2 separate regions of the Sus scrofa genome follow, and region 2 is linked to region 1. A link is a contact called in public Hi-C data. All regions are on one chromosome and are shown on one strand. Each heading gives the region's core, a stretch centred on a gene start, on an enhancer-like site or on the middle of the called end of the contact. The rest is flanking DNA. Distances are from core to core; before and after follow the strand shown. Region 1 overlaps SSH2 (protein phosphatase Slingshot homolog 2). Region 2 overlaps SSH2 (protein phosphatase Slingshot homolog 2).

Evidence for each region. Hi-C and Micro-C count contacts between places; a contact is called where the count stands out from the background.
Region 2: a contact with region 1 is called in a Hi-C map of skeletal muscle, with 3 times the contacts expected there. The contact joins two enhancer-like sites. A contact is called at or near these places in 14 of 47 Hi-C or Micro-C datasets (adipose tissue, blood, embryonic fibroblasts and 6 more) and 2 of 2 datasets of contacts at active chromatin or transcription factors (alveolar macrophages and skeletal muscle).

What each region holds. Positions count from the first base shown.
Region 1 is chr12:45,834,073-45,838,308 of Sscrofa11.1, reverse strand. All of the region lies in intron 16 of SSH2 (protein phosphatase Slingshot homolog 2), which reads left to right. Among named protein-coding and RNA genes, the nearest start is that of CORO6, 22 kb to the right of the region's middle. Within about 2 kb of position 2,463, at least 30 of the 83 cell types and tissues checked have an H3K27ac peak or open chromatin away from gene starts, as enhancers often do. A contact at or near this core is called in skeletal muscle, where this site is marked.
Region 2 is chr12:45,958,023-45,962,258 of Sscrofa11.1, reverse strand. All of the region lies in intron 3 of SSH2 (protein phosphatase Slingshot homolog 2), which reads left to right. Among named protein-coding and RNA genes, the nearest start is that of EFCAB5, 130 kb to the left of the region's middle. Within about 2 kb of position 1,723, at least 2 of the 83 cell types and tissues checked have an H3K27ac peak or open chromatin away from gene starts, as enhancers often do. A contact at or near this core is called in skeletal muscle, where this site is marked.

The sequences.
Region 1 (4,236 bases), core at 1,214-3,713:
ATTTCAGTTCTCAATTATGTGCAAATTTTAATAAACACTTTTCGGCATCTTCTTAGGCCAGATGCAGCTACCCTATCAGAATGAATACTAATTGCTCCCAAGGAAATGCTAGGCATAGCTGAAATTCTTAAAAAATTTTTGGCCCTTGGAGTTCCCGTTGTGGCACAGTGGTTAAACGAATCCGACTGGGAACCATGAGGTTGCGGGTTCGGTCCTGCCCTTGCTCAGTGGGTTAACGATCCGGCGTTGCCGTGAGCTGTGGTGTAGGTTGCAGACGTGGATCCCGCGTTGCTGTGGCTCTGGCGTAGTCCGGCAGCTACAGCTCCGATTGGACCCCTAGCCTGGGAACCTCCATATGCCACAGGAGCGGCCCAAAGAAATAGCAAAAAAAAAAGACAAAAAAAATTTTTTTTTTTTTTTTGGCCCTTAGAGTTCCTGTTGTGGTTCAGTGGTTAATGAATCCGACTGGGAACCATGAGGTTGCGGTTTCGATCCCTGGCCTTGCTCAGTGGGTTAAGGACCTGGCGTTGCCGTGAGCTGTGGTGTAGGTCGAAGTCGCGGCTCAGATCCCACATTGCTGTGGCTCTGGCATAGGCCAGCGGCTACAGCTCCAATTGGACCCCTAGCCTGGGAACCTCCATATGCCGCAGGAGCGGCCCAAGAAAATGGCAAAAAGACAAAAAAAAATTTTTTTTTTGGCCCACTCTTTAAAAAAAAAAAAGTACCCCCTGCTGCTTTGGGCTTTTTTTTTTTTTTTCAGGGCTTGGTTTCACTGAGTCTTCTCCAGTAATTTTGGTCATGTAACGAATCAGAATTGGGATATATAACCCATTTGAAGTATGAAGGTGCCTCCCAGAAAGAACTCTCTTGTTTCTATTTTAAGGTCTTTTTTTAGGGCCGCACCTGAGGCATATGGAGGTTCCAAGGCTAGGGGTCCAATCGGAGCTATAGCCACTGGCCTACGCCAGAGCCACAGCAACGCAGGATCCCGAGCCGCGTCTGCAACCTACACCACAGCTCACGGCAACGCCGGATCGTTAACCCACTGAGCAAGGGCAGGGACCGAACCCGCAACCTCATGGTTGCTAGTTAGATTCGTTAACCACTGCGCCACGACGGGAACTCCAGTCTTTTTTTTTTTAATTGCGCATTTACTCACCACTGTTGCTTACCACCCCCCAGCTTCATTGAGATATAATTGATAACACAATTATTACATAAGTGTAACGTGTCCAGTGTATTGATTTCATACACTTATATATTGCAGACTGATTAACACCATAGCATTAGCTAACACATCTGTCCCCTCACATAATTACCTTTTCTTTTTTGTAGTGAGACTAAGATTTCTCTCAGCAACATTCATGCATGTGGAGTTCCCGCTGTGGTACAGCAGTATCAGCAGCGTCTTGGGAATGCTGGGATGTGGGTTGGCTCCCTGGCCTAGCACAATGGGTTAAGGATCCAGCATTGCTGCAGCTCGGATCTGATCCCTGGCCTGGGAATTTCATATGCTTCAGGGCAGCCAAAAATGGAAAAAAAAAAAAAATTCACGTATTATTAGCTATAATCACCATGCTGTACCTCAGGGATCCCTAGGACTTGATAATCTCGCAACTAGACGTCTGTACCCTTTGACCAACATCTCTCATTTCCCTAACACACCCCACCCTTGGTAACCACTACTCCACTCTCTGTTTCTCTGAGTTTGGCTTTTTTAGATTCTGTGTATAAGTGATACTACAGAGTATTCGTCTTTCTCTGTCTACCCAGTGCTAGTTCTTGAACATCTTCCTGTATCAATAAGAACTGGCTGTTTCAACAACAGTTTGGTAATTGGTTATAAAATAAGTGCTTATTTTCACTACATTATGTTTTACCCCTTTGGTGGTGAAAGCCACCTTCAGCTGATCTCAGGGAAAAAATTCAGATAGTAAACTGAATTTAAGGATCAGTTTCCTGAGAAGCCACATGCCAGAATTTTGTATTTTGTTTCTTCCATGTAGGCGTGTTCTAGATGGTTTTGTTAGGGTGAAGGCACAGCTGCCTACAAGCACTCGGGGCTGATGCCAGAGTTTGACTCCAGTGAGTCTCATGACTTGGTCTTGACTCTTGGATCTGGGCTATGTTTCCCCTGAACGAAATGTTAAATAGCCTCCCAGTCTCTCCAGGCAGAGGGACCACCCTCCCACCCCTGAAGTATTGTGAAAACGTGGCCACAGCATAGCGTTATGGTTTCCACTAAAAACCCCTCCCATTTACTCAGTACTTGGCATGGTTTCATCTGAGCCATTCTCTTAGGAGGCTGGGAGGATACTGAAGTCTCCTCCACTTAAAAAGAATTTTTAGGTTTTTGGGGCCAGATTTTGATGACATTTTTAGATTAGATCAGAAGGTAGGACAGAGCAGTTCTTTTTGGCACAAGAAAGAGCCATCTGAGGGTAGGATGAGACATAAATGTTGTACATACCCAGACACACACATGACGGATTTTGGGCAGTGTCCTCACGTGACCCGTTGAGAGGAAGGATACTAGGTGTCCTGCCAATTTCAGTATTTATTCTGGAATCCGAGGCTACTGCAAGCTGTTGGATTGGGAGGTTTTTTTTAGCGTATGTGGTTTTTCTTAGATGTTAAAGGAATTTCAGAAAAATCTTAGATGAGGAATAGAAGGACAGCATAAACCCACATGTCACCCAGCCTCTTCCCTTTCCCTTTTGGTTCTGTCCTGCCTTCCTGGGCTTGATTCATGGAGGGAGGGCAAGCCCTGGGAAGAGAGAAAAACCACAGAATTTGAGTCAGTAGATCTGGTTTCCGTTCCTGGTTCACCCCTTGCTACAACTTTGAAAAATTAATCACAGTTCTGATCCTCACCTGACCCCATTTGTAAAATTAAAATCACGAGACCTACCTCACAGGGTTATTGTAAATAAAAGTGTGTATAAGCTACATTATAGACTGTTAAGGGTTATTCAGATGTGATTCTTACCCCTTCCTGCAAGGCTACCAGGAAACACATGTGCATGTGCCATCTATTTCCTCCTCCTTCCTCCAGACACTGCCACCTGCCACCCACAGACACGCTAACTCCATTAGAACAGAGGTGTCCTGGAATTTTCTGTATTGTGATGAGTCTTGGATTTTAAAAACTAAAACCTAGTGCTGAGGGTTATTATCACTTGGCAGCTTTTAGCTGCAAGTAATAGAATATCTTCATCAGTTGGGATCTCAACAAGAAGCAGCATACTCAGATTAGGATCATATGAGGACTTGGGTTTTATAAAGGGAGTATTTACAAAGGTGTGGAATTGTAGTGGGATCAAGGGACTTGTATCAGTAGAGCCTTTTGGTAATAGCTTCTGGGCAAAGAGAGAGGGAGCAGTTACTGGAAGAAGACTCCGAGAGAAAAGGCACCTTCAGAAGAGTTGCCAAGAGCCTTCAGTCAAGGGACACAGCCAGCCAGAGTGACTCTTCGGGGAAGGAGCTACAGGAATAATGGCCTGCCTTCACTCTCCTCCCTCTAGTCTTCTGCTAGGGCTCCCCATTACCCATGCCCTGTAGAAGGAGGGGACAGGGGGCCGGTTGATGTGGTTCATAGGTGGGACTCCAGACACAGAGCAGGGTAGAAAGGCTGAAGAGTGGGTCTCCAGGAGCAGACACAAGACCCAACACCCAACTAAAGGCAGTTTAAAAAGTTGGATCATTTAACATCTCTTGTAACAAGCACAGAAGTTGACTCTGTAATGGCTTATGATGTAATCAGGGACTTGGGTGCTCTCATCTTCCTGCTCCACCTTCCTTCGTTAGTGGCTTTGTCCTTGAATTGCCCCATGATTGCCAAATGTCTTCCACATTTCTAGGCATCTACATTGAATTCCTCAGCCTCTGGCTAAATGAATGGTCATTTCAATTAGAGGGAAAGACCTTTTCCAAAAGCTCCAAGATAGACTGCTCATCCCTCCCCACTCCCACCCCTGCAGGACCATTGACCAGGACTGAGTCGTATTCCTAAAAGTAATCACTAGCTAGGAAAACAGAATTTCCTGGACCAGCTAAAACAAATTCATATTCACCCTCTAGTGCTAAGGAGGTATCACATTCCCTAAACCTATGGGCAGTGAATACTCAAACCAACACTCGAATGGAGTCCCTGCTTTGGCACAGCAGGTGAAGGATCCAGCATTGTCTCTGTGGTGGCCCAGGTTCGATCCCTGGCCAGGCGCAGAGGGTTAAGGA
Region 2 (4,236 bases), core at 474-2,973, 120 kb before region 1:
TATTCACAATAGCTAAAGTGTAGAAGCAACCCAGTGTCCATCAGCAGTTAAATGGATGAGCAAAATGGTGTTTATAAGTACAAAGGAATATTATTCAACCTTAAAACAGGAAGGAAGTTCTGCGATGTGCTACAACACAGATGAATCTTGAAGATACTATACTAAGTGAAGTAAGCCAGTCACAAAAAGGCAAGTATAGTATGATTCCACTTAAATGAGGTATGTAGAATAGTCAGAATCATAAAGAGAGAAAGTAGAATGGTAATTGCCAGGGAATGGTGAGAGAGGAAATGGAGAGTTATCCTTTAAGAGTACAGAGTTTTAGTTTTACCAGATGAAAGACATCCGTATGGGGATGGGTGGCAACAGTGGCTTCTGGCATAGAGACCCTCCAGATCAGTTAGTAGCTAGTAATACAAAGAACTCTTCGTATTATTCACATTTTCTGAAGGCAAGAGTTGATACTTGGAAGATTTTCTTTCCATTGTTATCCTTTATAAATGTGGGTGCTGGGGAATCATGCTTTTTTGGTACTCCAGTATAATACACATTGTCTTACTAGGTTGTCCTTGAGTAGTACTTAAAAAAAACTTTATTAAGGAATAATTAACAAATATTCAAGAACATTTTATAAGTAAAACTTGAGTCTTTAAACAGGAAGGTCTGGTGGTTAAAAATTTGTAATTATGCCTCTAGCAAAATAAAAAGTTCTCAATAATTAACAAGTATTCATGTATTCACTATTAAAACCAAGGGGACATCTCCCCTTAAGAACTAGATAGTACACTAAGTTATAAGATCTAATGATTAAATAACTGATAATAGCAAAAAATGTATAATTTAACCACAATCCAATATGAGATTTCTGTACCTTTTTGAATTAAAACAAAAGTCTACTTTCAGTAATTGCAAAGTGCTATACAAATATTCTTTTTTAAGTTTATCCTTTTAAAATGGCATTGTCCAGGAGCTATAAGAGAGAGCTAAAATCAAGACTACCATCATCTCCAATGCTCTCTCTGTGTGTATAATAGCTCCATGGCACCCACATGACAATCCAGATGTACTTCTTCAGCTGTGTGAGCTGCAGTTTCTTGGATCAATCTGTCCATCCCCTCAAGGTCCAAAATAACCAGGCCAAAGACCACAATCCAGGTCTCAGAGATTTTGAAGCCAATGTCATAACACTTATGGGCAAAACAGTTACTGGTTCACAATGGAAATAAACCAAATTAGTGTGCCCCCCCTTTTCTTTAAATCAACAAGGCCTTTAGTGAATGTCCAACAAGCACTGGTTGTTACCTCCAAATCTCGGCTCTTTATGACCACAGCCCTTTTTTGAAATAGTTTGAGATTAATGGTGAATCCTTTGAGCTAAAGACTGTGAAAAGTGTAAAATGGGAGTACCTACTAAAGGTGGCAAAGTATTTTTCTCCTGTCTTACAAGAAAGTCTTGAGACCTCGTAGATAAACAAAAAGTACTGGAGGAATGGTGTACTCCATAGATGAAGGTAAAGGAGAACCTTCAGTAATTTCTTAATTCGTGCAGCCATGTGAAGGGGACCAACTTGGAAAGTCTCTGGGCTTGGGCTCTTGTTTTTTGCCAAGGCCACCAAAAGAACCTTCCTGTGTGCTGAACTAGCCTTCAGCCCTCAGGGCCAGGGGCAGCAGTGCTCCAGTGGATCTTGGCAGAAAACGTACCAAGCTGCTCCTGGAAGCAGTCCATAGATTTTACTAACTAGAGCCTGATCCTAGAAGCTGCTCATAATCCAAAGTCCCGTTAGGCCTGCTCTCTTCCCCTCTGAGTGGTTGAGGCATTGGAGGAGTTTTTTTCCAGTATGTTTAAATTAAAACAAAGCATTTTGTTAAGAATTCAAGGGCAGAGATAAAGTTTTGATGACTTGTTTTGGCATTGGTATTACTAATTTAGCAAGGCCATCAATGGTATTGTCTCCGGATAAAGCCCAACCTACAGAAAAAACAGCACAGGAAACCCAGGGAATGAACTTGAATGCATACATCCAGGCAAGGAGATCTATTGTATTAAGGACTTCTATTTCTTTTCATCAACAACAACAGAAAAATCGGAATGTACAATAGATGAAAAGTATATATCCAAAAAAAGATATAACACTCAGAGAATAGTTTCACTCACTCATGAAAAAGTTTTCATGAATTTCTGTTAATCCTACTTTAAAACTGTGTTGAATTTTGCAAGTCTGTTGTATATTAACTCGGTGAACAAAATTAGCAATGAAAAGTTCAGAGTAATTCACATATCTCTCTAAGGAAGGACTTCATTATTTTTCCCTCTCTTGCTTATCTCCCCCGTATGCCATTGGCTCCCATGCATTCCTTGTTTTTACATTCTCAAAAATCCAGGCCAAACCCTGGCAAACTAGTAAGCATGATTACCTAGTTGTTAGATTACTGAGTAGAGGTATTGTAAATATATGAGTTAAAATTAGGGAAGCTTGTATAAAAACATGCATCTTGCTGCTTTAAAAGTAGTTCATGACTGGATGATTAACTTTTTATAGTGCTATTACGTTTCCCCAAAATGATTTTCCCAAATGAATAAAAAGGTGTAATTAACTTCATTTTTTAAAAAGCAGTCTACAAGTAAGAATCAAAGATTTGCCCATTTGTTTTCCTACTTCCCACCACTCCCACACCAGTCCACAAAATTAGAATCTCACCTTCCTCCAGAAAGTTTTCTGGGAACTTTAAAAATTAATAAAGTAAAATTAATATATTTTCCTTCTTGTTCACTGCAAATTATTGGATTTGGATGAAAGGATAAGAGCCTATTAGGAAATGTTTATTCTGAACACTTAATTCAGAACTGCAGAGTTCAGTATAAGGTCGAGTTTTTTTTTTTCTCCTGATGTTCTTGTGCTTATGGATTTAAACAGTATAAACTGTAGAAACTCCTGATACACATAATTTTTCTTACCCTGAAACATGTATACATAAACATATGTGTGTGTATACACACACAAGGTATACACATACACAAGTGCATATTTCAGGGTAAGAAAAATTACATTTATATCCATGTATTTATGTATCACCTGTGTGTGTTATAAACATATTTTAAAGGAAATAGTACAAAAAGATTTCCTATTATGACCAAAATGAACTCTCAAATTGCCATCATGATCAAATTCCATATCGCTTCCATGTTCATTTTTAATTATCTAGGAAGATGATGTGTAAACCATCTGAAGGAGAGTTTTTACAAAGTAAAATTAAAAAGCATTTGCTAGAACTAATGTGTTGAATATTAGTGTTTAGAAAAAATAGTTCGAAATGCTTACCAGGGAGTTCCAGTTGTGCCTTAGCGAGTTATGAACCCATCGAGTATCCATGAGGATGTGAGTTCAGTCCCTGGCTTCACTCAGTGGGTTAAGGATCCGGAGTTGCCAGTGAGCTGTCGTATAGGTCGCAGCTACAGCTCTAGTTCAACCCCTAAGCTGGGAACTTCCATGTACCATGGGTGTAGCCCTAAAAAAAAAGGAAAAAAATAATAATAATGCTTGCCATATTTTCATCAGGTACTTAGAGAACAAGATTTCTGAAAAACAAAAGATTTCCCAGGTAAAAGTGAAAACATTCCAGAAAAGCATCTATTTTTCAAACTGTAATTTAATAGGAAATGTATATAAATGTATATAAATTACAAGCATACAAATATTTTTATCATACCTGAATAATGACAGAGAATTGGACTACATTATTGTTTTTTTCTGTCTTCATTGTATTAATATTTTTATGGATAAAAATTCAGTTCTAGCAAGTTCCTGTTGTGGCTCGGCAGGTTATGAACCTGACTAGTATCCATGAGGATGTAGGTTCTAGCTGTGATAGAGGCCAGCAGCTGCAGCTCTGATTCAACTCCTAGGCTGGGAACTTCCATATACCACAGATGTGGCCCTAAAAAGGAAAAAAAAAAAAAGAAAGATCAGTTCTGTTTGAGCCTTTCTTTCTATCTGTAAAATGAGGATACAATCTGCTCTTGTATCCCATAGGATTATTGAAAATGCAAATTAATTTATAGAAAAACTTAAGTATTAAGCACCAAATATTAAGGCAAGGTATAAAGCGATGGTACTTTCACTAGTATTTTCTAAATTCTTTTCCATTTTAATTTCACAAACTCACAGCCTAATTTCTCTAACTCTATGCTATGACTAACACTCTTTATATCATATAGTTAGTATTAAGATCATTTAC